Linked DNA regions of Gasterosteus aculeatus: region 1 is linked to region 2. The links are chromatin contacts, called in public Hi-C maps. All regions are on one chromosome and are shown on one strand. The core of a region is the stretch at or near the end of the contact, and the rest is flanking DNA. Distances in the headings are between cores, read along the strand shown.

Region 1 (6,238 bases), core at 3,343-5,842, 52 kb before region 2:
GTTGGCTGGTGGCGTCGCACCGGGTGGACCTTTAGGGTCGCTCAGTGCACCTTGGGCTGTCTCCCCGGTCTGGTTCGAGGTCGCTGCAGTCGGGGTCGAAGCATTTGCTGAACTGACGGCCCCTGGAGCCGGTCCACCGTCAGGGCCCCAAGCCTGAGGCTGCCCGGAGGCAGGCTGCGCTGAGGGTGCCGGGTGTGAGGGAGGCTGGACTTTGGGAGGCAACAGAAGGCTGCTGTCCAATGGAAGAGCGGACAGCTGGGGACCTGCAGGAAGGAACATCACATTAACTGATTTCGAAAACAAATCGGACGGCGTGCAACACAAGTGATGTTTTTCATTAGATTCAATTTGTCCGTTTCAATGTTCTCACCAAGCTGCTGCTTGCATGCATACGCGTAGAGTTTAAGTTTGCTGAGGTTGTCGCTGTGCTGCTGTCCAGCCCAGGGTCCGGTCACCCACTGGTCCACACCCAGCGCCTCCAGCTTTTCTGCTTCCACTTCTTCTCCCACGCGCACCAGGCCGTCCATGGACACTTTGGCCAGAGGACGGTGCTTCCCCAGGCGGCACGTCTGGGGAAAAAAAACGAGTCAAGGCGCCTTTTGTTAATTCCCTCATCGGAGAAACGGATGACGTTGTCACCGCAATGATTCAGACGTGTCTTACCTCATAGACGGCGCTGAGCTCCTGGAAGAAGGCGCGGGCTGCGGCCAGCAGAGACGGGCTACTGGGGCACAGGACAACATACGCCACGTCCCGCGAACCCCCGTAAGGCTCGAGTAGCAACTTCTCCCAGAAAGGCAACGCCAACGGGGACAACGCCAAGAAGTCCCTGTCGTAGCCCAGTAACACTGTCGGGATGGGCAAGGGCTCTGGTGACTCTTCCGAACCTTGGACGAATGGAAAAAGTAAAAATGTTTAGTTTATTAGTCTAATTATGACTTTCCTGTTCATTCCAGACCATCTACTTAAGAGCTCAATAGTCTTACGGGTAATGTGAAGTAAAAAACTAACACAGGGGAGACGTTTTTTGGAGTAAAAACCCCAAAATGTGTTGACTCACCGTAGGAGCCTCTCCCGGCCATCTTATGGAACTGCTGCCAGGTGAGCGGACCCTGAACATGCTGGATGTTTTCCCAAGTCCGTCCTGATCTCTTCTTCTGGATGGCATCCTGCAGGAAAGGCTGCAGAGACAGCAGCATACGGACCATGTCCTGGGACGACAGCATGTTCATGTCCGCCACTGTGGAGATTGGCAGACACACAAAACCAAAAAGGATGAACCGATGCACAGGCGTTAAGTCAACATGGTTCCAAACACAAATACACACATTGATGCACATCAAATCATATTCTCACTGAGGATCTAGGAAGTAAGGCTTCATCTAAAAAGGAATTGAGCATTTCTTTATTTGTCTGATGCACACTCCTCCAACCCTTTCTTACCATTTGTATGAGGCCAGGAGTGAAGCGCTGTACTTCTGACAACAGCTGGATCTACTTTACCTCCCGTGGAGTTATCCACATACTGTAAGCCCTGCTCCAAGGCATTGTAACAGTCCACGCAGGCATCGCTCCCGTCCGCCCACTGCTTTTCAGACGTCCAGCTTTGGAGCAGTGCCCCCATGCGGCCGTGGCAAGAACAGCTGAGGGGGAGATGCAGTGACGCAAAGGAGGAAATGGGCTGGGAGCAGTGCTCCTGCAACAGGATCATGACCAAAGGGGAGGCGGGGGCCGCGTCCTGCGCGCGCTTGGCCCTCGTGTCCCCCATGCTAGGGTCCCGTCTGCAGAGGGCCAGCCTCCTCTCGGCCGCCCGGCCGACCTCAGAGGTCCGGCCGTAAATATCCAGCTCGTCCTCCAGGAAGAGGCCCGTGCCGTGGGCCAGCCGCCTGTTCACAATGGCGCTGAAGCCGCACATGCAGCGGTACTGATCCTCGCAAGTGGAATCGGGGATGTACACCCCCACGTCCGCTCCTTTGACATTCATATTGCAGGCACAGATGCAGCAACTGTCAAAGTTGCGATCCTTGAAGACGTTGAGGACGGAGTCTGAGAGCAGGAGGATGGCGTACAGGCTGTGGGCCTCGGGCAGGGAGGGCCCCGGCCGAGCCAGAGGATCCACAGAGCTGAGAGGCAGGCTGGTGGAGGGCGTGGAGACCGGCGAGCTGAGCTCGGTACCATCCTGCTTCACCGAACCCTGCCCGGAGCTGGCGGCGTTGACGCCCCTCGGCGTGCGCGGGGTTCGTGGGGTGGGCACGGAGAAGCGGGGAGTGGCAGGAGATGGCAGGATGCCAGCATTGGTGCTCACAGAGGCAGTGGTGGTGCTCATCTGGCCATACTCCTGGTCCGTAAGGGTGTTGACACTTGGCACGTTTCTGGAAAACACGCACGTTGAGGAAAAGGTGAGCATGATTGCTTTAAATGTCTGGAAAGAAAGTTTTTTTTATACAGCAATAGCTGAATTTAGGTTTATGGGCATCGAAGATCTTATTCATAAAAGCTCGTCGTGGAGTCTCACTACTTACGTGTATCCATCTCTGTTGAAAGTGGTATTATGGGAATGCATGAGCGGGAAATGCTCCATTTTGGGCAAGAGGGCCCAGGATGGACGGTAGTAGCATTGCTCAGTGATCTTGAGCGGTGGTAGACTCTGGCTGGGTAAGCAGGAGAGCGGAGCAAACATGGAGGAGCCGATTTGTGGCTGAATAGAGAAGATATGAGTGGAAAATATCAGTCAATCAATTCACAACATAGATGACAAAGTAAAAAAGGCAGTCTGTTATTCGGTCACTGTCAACACTTCTAATATCATAATACTAACCGTAGTACAGATTATTAGCAAACTACAGGTACCAGTGAAAGAACTCCAACGTGATGTGTGAGATGGATCAGCTGATCAGGAGCTGTGAGCCAGTAAACAAGTCCTTGTAGTGACTTTCCCTTGATGAGTTTTAAATGGATAAAGGTGATTAATCAGCCCAAGTCCTTATTCTCATTCTAAAAGGGTCATTTCCTCACTTCACACACTTGACGATGTTGGTACCTGGGCTCTTAATTGGGGATCAATCCCGCCTCCTCACCTTGAGATCCTCCATCCCGGGACTGGCCAGGCCCTCGTCCATCTCCATCCGGTATTCGGTAAACTGGGAGGAGGCCAAAGGCAGCAGGTGGTCCGCCGCTCCGCTGTGCACGGGGGGCTCTTGGCTCGGTGTGTCGCGGTACGTGGTGGCGGGGGAGAAGGCCGGGTGCTGCTCTAAGGAAGGTGGGGTGGGAAACATCCTCTGGAGGTCTGCTACTGCTGAAAGGAGAGAGATGTGGATAAAGAGATGGAGGAGGAAAGAAGTTTACAAAAGGTATGATTGGAGAAAACGTAAAAACTGTAGTTGGATAGAAAATGTATTTCAGTAAATGCTCATTGAAGTGACTCACTCGATGGATACGGTACAGCAACTCTCCCTTCTTTGCCCAGAGGACGGTCTTCTGTGGACACTGGTAGCTTGCTTGAGTGCTGGTTGGGGTAAACAGTCTACAAATTATGACACATAATATTGGAGGATCAGCTTTAATTGAATTAAATTATTGTTGGCGGAAAAAAAAAAAATCTGTTGGTAAGTCGGACAGTGTGTCTCACATTCTGTTTGTGTGTCAGAATATAGAACATAAACAATGACGCCTCACCCCCAACTCTTCCTCATCTTCATCAAATATGTTGTCTAGATCAGAGATGTTGACCACCAGATCTTTTTCTCTGGTCAGAGAAGGGTTGGCCTTGGCGGCTCCATCGGCATCCTGTCCGGATTCTTCTAAAACAACACAAGCATAATGGCTCAACAACAATTGCGATCAGTATGATGCAGAAGACGTGATTGATGTTGAAGGCGGCGGCTTTGGCCCACCTGATTTCGGAGCAGAGTTAAAAATAGACATTGCATCGTTCCCATCAGGCAGTGCTCCGTTGCTGGTGATTTCTTCTCCCTGATGCAGAAAATAAGACAACAATAAGAATATCTTCAGCCGTAGATCTTCTGAATCTAAATAAATAAATATAATTTAAAACTATGACCTACCTTGGCCTTCTTGCTGGGTTCTCGTCCCTGACCCTTTAACCGCTTTGAAGAGGAGAACGTGTACTCGATGTCTCCCTCCTTAAAGTCGTAGGGGTCCTCCCCGGGCTCCCGCAGCACCTCCACACCTGACTGCTGGAACAGGCCCAAAGTGTGGATGTGGTCCCTCACCCGCTCCTCTGAGATCTTAAATCTCTTGTGAGTCTGTGTATATAGTCTGGAGGAGACAAAGGGACAAATGAAACCGAGTAACGTGTAGTCGTAGCAGTTCATTTCTGGTCTCATGAATAACTCTTCTCATTTCACTGGTGGGGTTTCTCTCCACCTACCTCTTCAGCAGAGCTCCTTCGGTCGCCGCCTCCGTCTTCACCTCCTCTAGGACGTCCGTGGGGAGTTCACAGGGCCTGCAGTCGGTCTCATCCGTCCTGGGTGTCCGGAAGCCTCTCCACCAGCCGGCCCCGTTCTCCCTCTGCCTCAGCAGCGCTGTGTACACTGCCGTTTCGCTGGCGATCAACCCCAGGACCGCGGCGCCGTCCTGACAGAGGGGAACATCCGCGGGCCCACCCAGGGCCTCCGGGTCCTGCACCCGGGGGTGCGGGCTGAGCGTGGGCGGAAGCGGAGACATCGGCGAATGCAGGAGGGACTCGGGGGCTTTCCTGCCGTTGGGGAGGAGCTTGGGATACTTGCAGCTGGGCAGAGCAGAAGGAGGCTCCGAGGGCGGCTCCAGGGCCACGAGACCCCCGAGCTGAGGCCCTCCTGCTGGGTCCTGTTCCAGAGGGGTCTCGCGGGAGACAGACAGGCGGTGGTGGAAGGAGGTCACGGCTGGCCTCTTGGACTGTTTATCAGCTTTCTCCGTCTTGTCACTGGTCTTGTGTTTGGGCAGGGAGGGGGGGTATAGCGACACGCCAGAGGACTGTGTGGGATTGGCACTGGTCTGGGGGTTGGCGCTGGCGGTCAGATTCAACTTCTGCTGCTTCAACCTGCAACAAAGTCACGGTGGATGTTAGGGAATGATTACAGAGATGTAGCCCCCCCCCCTCTGTGTTTTTTTCCTGCTGAGCAGTATTGGTCTAGTTATTTTAAAGTTTATCTTGTGAACGGATTGATCTTTCCTGCAGCTGCGGTCGTAGTTTTTGTGCACACTGTATCGTAGGGTATAAATATAACTGGTGTTTCTCTGTGGTACCTGGAGCAGCTGCAGGACACTCTCCCTCCCAGATCGCTGAAGTCCCAGCCGGTTACTCCACTAGGCGCGTCCTTCTTAAGCGATACGCCAGTTGGAGAGTTTAATCTACAAAACAACAAAAAAAAACTAAGCTTGAGGGCGCCGCATCGGCTGCATCACGCAAACCACGGGAACGAACCCGGCGACGGTTGGACTTACGCGTGCTGAGGCTGGGTGAGATAGCATTCCCTCCAGGCTTGCTGGACTACCTGAGAGGTTAGCTTTTTCCCAGAATGCTTTGGGCTGGCGCTGGCGACCCCCATGCCGCTGTCTGGCGTGGGGACGTTGGAGATGGACGTCACAAAGCCGCTGTCCGCTGAAAGGACAAAGGGTGCAGCAGACGTCATGAAGCAGGACGGCGCATGTTTCTGTACGAAGGTGTGTGTGTGTGTGTGTGTGTGTGTGTGTGTGTGTGTGTGTTGTACCGGAGCAGGGCTGCTGCGGCGACGCTGGCGGCGTGAGCGGCACGCTGCAGTGGTTCAGCTCCCTGCTGAGGCCCTGAGTTGCAGGAACAGGTGGAGACTGCTCCAGCGGCAGGTCCCCCTGGGCGATCAGCACTAAAGCAGCTGGGTAGGTCATCCTTACTCCACCTAAGCCGACGGAAAGGAGCATCAATCACGGCAGTCAGTTAAAACGAAAGCTCGTTTTTTTAAGCATTTTATTAAGCCTCAAATACCTTAGCGACCGATCACGTCTATTAACATGTTGCTGAAGAAACAGATTTAAGGATCTTTACACCAAATGCAGTCGACTTGCTCCTCATGCACCGTCGCTGCTCACATTAAACACGCATCAGCAGTCCTTTCCGTACCTACGATGACCTCCACCGCCGCGTGGCAGTTGCGATCGTAGCTTTGGCTTGCTTCTCCCTTCTCCCTTTCTCCGCTTCCCTCCCTGAGCGGCAGCACCACCGGGTAGAAGTAGCTCCACTCCTCCATCAGCTTGCGCGTCG
Region 2 (6,132 bases), core at 2,506-5,005:
GAATTTGTATCAAGACAATAGATATTGATTCACATGAATCAGAATTGTTCCGAGCCGTTCCGTCAACATAAAGGTCGGATTTGGCAATATGTGCTGTATTTTGTGTTTGCCAAAATTATCTTTTTTTTCTCTATTTTTAATTATATAATCCATTTCATTTAACTTACTTCTATGAGTCTCACTGGCCGATCATTAGTTCAACCCTGCATTTATAGCTTAAATGTTGTTTTTATCCTCTTAAGATACAATTTAAAAAACAAATCCCTAACAACAATACCACTTATGTCCCATAGTGTTAATTTCACCCCCCTCCAGAGTAAAGAACTTGATCAAATTCACATAAAAGAATATTTCAGCACAATTAGCCACGCTCTTTGTCTCCACGTTTCACAGGCACAGACTGATATTTATCAGCGTAATGCTCACTGACACGACTCTGGCCTTGCCCTTCATTTTTTATGTGGCTTTGCCTTATTTCCTTTGTAGTTGTCTTTTGTTTGGAAGCATAAAATCATTCATGAAAATCAATCCAAACAAACGCGCTCTTCTGTTTCTCTAAACGTAGCCTTCTGCTGACCTCAATAAATCGACATGTGAGCATTTCAGTTAGTGCCCTTAAAGTGGCCTTTACGCAAACACATCCTTCACTAAAGGGGGGCACTGAGAGCTCTGAGTGTGTGTGTGTGTGTGTGTGTGTGTGTGTGTGTGTGTGTGTGTGTGTGAGTGAGAGAAGAGAGGAATTCAAATGAACAGGCGTATTGTAGCTAATTAAACATTGATATATCTTTATGTATACTATATATATATATATATATATATATATATATATATATATATATATATATATATATATATATATATCCCCCTTTTGAACTTCAGCATGTCAGGCCGATGCGTGTGAGCATGTTAGCGTGCTGACTTCAGCATTTAGCTGGAAGCCGTCCTTTTCCTCAGTTCGGCCTCACAGAGGAGCTGGCGCGGCTGTCGGCTCGTCGCGTTTACTTTCTGGTCAAGTTTATGACACCTCGATCCGCTCGCTCGCTCGCTCTGTTCACTTACAGCAACGGTGGCATCACATCCTTTTCAGTATCTCTTGCTCTCAGGCACCGGATTTTATCTCTTAATTTGTAATCCACACACAGCAACAAAGCCATGAAGGAATTAGAGCCGTTTTCTCTATTGAATCACCTTTAAGCACCTGTTCCCTTGGAGGAGCAGGTGCCTTTGAAGGGGGCAGGTGCTTTAGAGAAACAAAGGAGTCTAAAGACTCGGAGCCAAGAAGGTTGCCCCCAATTGGGTTCACTGCCAAAAAGCTGGATCACAATTTGTTTGTTGGCATAAAATGTGAGGCAGCATAGAACGCTACCCATGTTGATCAGGTGATCTCAAATGAAGAGATAATAGCCGCCAGGAAGGATTTTATTTGGGCTCTTCATGGACAGTTTATTTCCAATTATACAAGCAATTCAGTTTTGTGTAAACTTATGGAAGGAACACAAACTTCCACACTATTGGGAAAAATATACATTATGCAATTACACACCTCTTGAATATTATACATGTTTGGGGATTTGTTTTATCTGACAACTCACCCCAGCAAACTGTTGTATAAAATAAAGAGTCAAACACGCGTTTGTTTCTCTCTTATGGATGCCAGCAATTTAATGGGGGGGAAAAAAAGCTTTGAGACGAGTGAGGAGGAGGTCTTTTGGCCACTTGTGGCCTTCACAACCCAGACACAAATCATAGAGGGACATGGCAATCTGAGTGACAGATGAACAATGCCCCCCCCCCCCCATTTTCCAGCCCCCTACGAACAGGCCCATCCATCACAGGAGGGGAGATTAATTCAATTCATCAGCTTTTGGTCTCCTTGGGCCCCCTAATGCCACCTGATATTGCTCAAGGGGGGACTTTAAGCAGTTGTGGGTTTGATGCGAGCTTACTTGCTTAACACGGAATTAAACATTACTTTTATGGGTAACGGTTGGGCGGTCTGCCAGTCGTGATGAAGATAACTGAGGAAAATGTTTGCCAAAGGCAGCGAACAACAGTGGTAGCTTAGGTTGAGTGTCAGAAGAGCCTTAGCTGGAATACACAAAATCTTTAAAAAGGTTTCCTCAGAAAATGACACATCAAGTTGGGAATTTCCCTTAAATAGCAAAAAATGTGCAGTAGACAGCAACTTTTACACCCATCACGATGAGACCATTGACGTTCACAGGGAGGGATCGGTACTTGAATCATGTGGCCAGCGATCTACAGAAATCTCAATTCAGACAGATTTCTTTAACTTTTGCTAATCTTTTCAAATCCAATGCATGAATGACCCAATGTCCGTCACTGGAGTCATTAAACAGGTGCTTGAGGCACCACGTATTAACAAATCTGTTGTGAAAGCGTTGCTCAAGTGAACATATCTTCAGTTGTGTCCAGATAGGTGGAGCAAGCCATAAATAGTGATGGTGAGGACCTCTAGTGGCCATTATAATAACTGGGCACAGCAAGAGGGGAATTGAAGTTTCAGAGAAGCCCCTTTAGAATTAAAAACAATCCAATCTTATTTGAGAAAGCACTTGGGGCAAAGTTATGCAGGATGATTAAAGGCCATTGTCAAGATGACCACTAGACTATAAAACTAGAGCGTACCGCTCATGAACACTCTGATAGGGTTTACATGAAGATGCTTGGCCACTCAAAGCACCCAAAAAGTGATAGTAGAGCTCAAGTAACAGTTTAATTTACACTCCAGTTGATAACCTGACCAATAAACCACTGTTCTGCCTAAATGACACATCGTGCAAACCACCACAAGGGAAACGAATGTTCGAATAAACATGTATTCATAAGGAGTTTGTTAATTAATGAAAGTTCAAATTCTGATTAAGTTACATTTAGGAGAGGCAACAAGCCCCACATGGAGTCCATAAACCGTCAAAAACATTCAAGAAGCCTTCAGTTTCTACATAAAGTTCATTTTATTGGCATTTTTGTCAGGTTTCTTAAGTATAATCCACCTTCTGCGGCTGATAGTGAATCCGGCCTCCTCTCCAGATGCACATGTAGTAGACCACGCTCAGAGACCCCACCACGGACACCAGCAGGACGGACACCACCAGCACGATTTGCCACACCGCCAGGCCTCCCTCTTCGGGAAAGAACAGGGAACAAGATCAGCCACCGTTTTTAAATAATAAAAAAGGGCCCCGACACTCTGGATTGTGAAAGCACCGCGGTCACCTTGTCCCGTCATGCTATGCGGTTCTAGAGTCGTCAGCGAGTTGTAGTCCTCCGGCGTCACAGGCGCGACGTCCCCCGGCGTGCTCGCGGGCCACGTGCTGTCGGGCCACGTGCTGTCCGGCCACGTGCTGTCGTCATCGGGTAGGAAGTCTGTGTCTTCGTACTGCGGGTCGTCCTTGGTGATCACCCACTGGCCCTGCAGGTTTCGGTGAACGCCTGTGGCGTGTCAAGAGGTCAGCTGTGCGGGAGACTCGGCAAGATTGTTTTTTTACAGATACAAAAAGAATAAAGCAAATGTAGATTAAAAAAAAAACATTTCTTTTTTTTTTTAAAAAGGTTGTGTGTTCTTCTTACCCCCCCGAGCCGTCGACGACACCAAGAGAGCCGCGAACACCAGATTGAGAAGAGACATGGCTGCGCTTCTGGCTGCTGGTGCTTCCTGGGCCCTTTAAGGAGGCTCCTTGTTCACGGGATTGGCATCAGCTGTGGCCTCCTGCCTCCATCAAGCTGAGTAACTGCAAGCGGCCCCCCCGCCAATCACCGCAGGGCGGCTTGCCCTCCGGAGCATGCGTTTCATTGGTTAAACGGCCCCTTGGATTGGGCTTCTCTGATTGGGCCTCTTTGATCTCAATGCAACAGTTACTCAGGAAGTGGAAACTGTGCCGGCGCAAAGAAAGAAAGATAGAAATCACACTTTGGAAAGGTGTTGTCACCGGAAGCCGCACGGTGGCAAGAGTGATGAACAATGAAATGAAGAATGAACGCTGCCAATAAACTTTGCAAGAACTCCAAATCAAACTGTGGCGTTTTCATCTTTTTATTCCTCCCAAAGTCAGAAGTTGTCACAGAGCAGGGCGGCTGCTTTATAGTGGCTGTCCACTGTTACAAATGGAAGTTCGGCTTCCAACAGCTGCTTTCATTTGAAAACAAAAACACTGTATTCTCCACATGGTGAACATGGAGTTTGAGGTTTTAATCTTCCCTTTTCAGTTAAAGCTGAAAATGTGACTATTAAAACCCAAAATTCAAGAGAAAAACATTGAAAACAGGTTTAAAAACCGATCAATGACAATTAAAGTCCCGTAAACAATCTCAAGTGTTAAAATTGAACATTTTCCCAATGGATGCACCAAGCTCATCAAAGCAGGAAAAAAAGCCCATGAAAAATATTACGGCTGCATTACATTTACGGGCCTCGGCCATGTTACAGTGTTACTCTTGTGCGTTCCCTGCTGTAACGAGTCACGCTGTCTGAAATTAAAAGGTCGGAACCCTCGAACTTACAGGAGGTCAAAGTTAACTTGAGTGAATGAAAACATCCGTCGCCGCGTGCGCTGAATCCACACGGGTTACAATATTTCAAAGCAGCAATTTAAACACAAACGTTGTGCATTGTTTCCCGGACTGACAATTCAATATTATTGAAAATATAGTTGTATATTTCAGTCTCATCTCTCCCCTTGAACATTATTCCCAACAGCAAAGAGAATTTTTTAACACAAAACACTTATTGCTTGAGTTTTACATTGGAGTACATAAAAGAAGACAATGACAACCTCCACTTATTGTAAGTCGCTTTAGACAGAAAGCGTCAGCTAAATGACATGTAACGTCACCACATTCTTTATCTTTAAAGAGAGAGAACTATCACTGCCACACGTGTACCCGCCTCCCCATCAGGTTCCTTTTGCATAGTTCAGCATGAAATACAGTTTATGACTCGGCTCCTCAGAGAAAAGCAGTGAAAAAAATAAAAACGTGCAAGAGAATCCCTTAAAACCCGTTTCTCCAGCGGCCTCCACAAGTATTCGAGTAGCTCAACGCTATATTGAAATGTTCGTAAGACAACCGCATGCTTCCGGTGCAAACGTGGCCCCCCGTCACCAGCAAGGTGAAACGAAACCATGAAACGTGCACATGAAACATGTATTTAAAGTAACAGACACCTTGGTTTTCAGAATGAAACCAGAAACAGCCAAAGGAAGTCAAGAATAAGAGAAGCATTAAAGAAAACTGGCTTTTGTTTTTGGCATTGTAGAACCCCGTAATAGGGTAAATAAAGACCACAAGGGAGGATTTGTCTTTAATCCTGTCGACGTGAGGGGAGTTTGTAACCTTGTAGGGGTTCCCTGTAGGGAGGATCAGAGGAGTAGAACAGTGTCCCTGCCGAGGAATACTTTAATAAGAAGGATTTCACCGTGAATATTTAAACAAATGTCACACTGTTACAGCCCTGATAAGCATTTCGCTGTTGTCTCTACCCAGATTGCCCAGAGAGGTTCAACGTAAGGATCCCTCCAAGATATTTCATGAAGCACGAATTCCCTTTCAGCCGACTTTAATAACTTTGTAAAAAAAATCTATTTTATTATATGCATTCGCGACCGGCTGTCGGGTCTTGCTCCATGAAATTCTTCATCCCCATTCTTTAGTGCCTGATGATCCGTCCTCATTCTTCCTTCTCGTCCTCGTGGTAGAGCTTCCGAAGGCTCGAGTCGAGCAGGAAATCCACCGACCTGCAGCGCACAAAAAACGGAGGGAAACACTGAAATGTCGAACTCGCAATGGAGCACCGTTCAATGGATTTCACCAAAAGGCACGACGAGAGCGACCTGTCTATAGGAGTGATGATGAAGGGGATGGTAGAGAGGCCTATGGCGGTCGTGGTCCACTTGCGGACGGGCAGGGGCCACTTTGTGGTTCTGGCCAGCAGGTGCAGCGACGCGGCACACACCCGGTTGATGGTGAAGCCCGGTACGATGACCGAGGCGAGGGCCTGCCACACGAACGTGTCCACCACCGCCGCCGCCACCCGCGTCGCCCTCCCGGGTTTGTCGCCGTGGGCCTCGAGGAAGAGAGGCACGGGCGAAAGGTCACGTATTCACACAAAAC

Evidence for each region. Hi-C and Micro-C count contacts between places; a contact is called where the count stands out from the background.
Region 1: a Hi-C map of tail fin shows a contact between it and region 2, with 7 times the contacts expected there. The contact joins the enhancer-like site here to the promoter of LOC144388205 in region 2. A contact is called at or near these places in 5 of 6 Hi-C or Micro-C datasets (blood and trunk muscle, skeletal muscle, tail fin and 1 more).

What each region holds. Positions count from the first base shown.
Region 1 is chr14:6,994,300-7,000,537 of fGasAcu3.hap1.1, reverse strand. It overlaps LOC120831900 (mediator of RNA polymerase II transcription subunit 13-like), which reads right to left. Exons shown (of 32, transcript XM_040197779.2): 7 at 6,098-6,238; 8 at 5,712-5,876; 9 at 5,446-5,602; 10 at 5,248-5,352; 11 at 4,391-5,041; 12 at 4,065-4,278; 13 at 3,894-3,972; 14 at 3,676-3,800; 15 at 3,427-3,523; 16 at 3,078-3,295; 17 at 2,523-2,698; 18 at 1,444-2,372; 19 at 1,061-1,240; 20 at 664-887; 2 more. Among protein-coding and RNA genes, the nearest start is that of LOC120831900, 45 kb to the right of the region's middle. Within about 2 kb of position 4,592, at least 1 of the 9 cell types and tissues checked has open chromatin away from gene starts, as enhancers often do.
Region 2 is chr14:6,941,372-6,947,503 of fGasAcu3.hap1.1, reverse strand. It overlaps LOC144388205, which reads right to left and starts at 3,755. Exons shown (of 3, transcript XM_078087777.1): 1 at 3,595-3,755; 2 at 3,241-3,456; 3 at 2,960-3,148. The coding sequence starts at 3,652. The coding sequence ends at 3,003. mtfp1 (mitochondrial fission process 1) reads right to left here. Exons shown (of 4, transcript XM_040197292.2): 3 at 5,853-6,085; 4 at 4,042-5,756. The coding sequence ends at 5,690.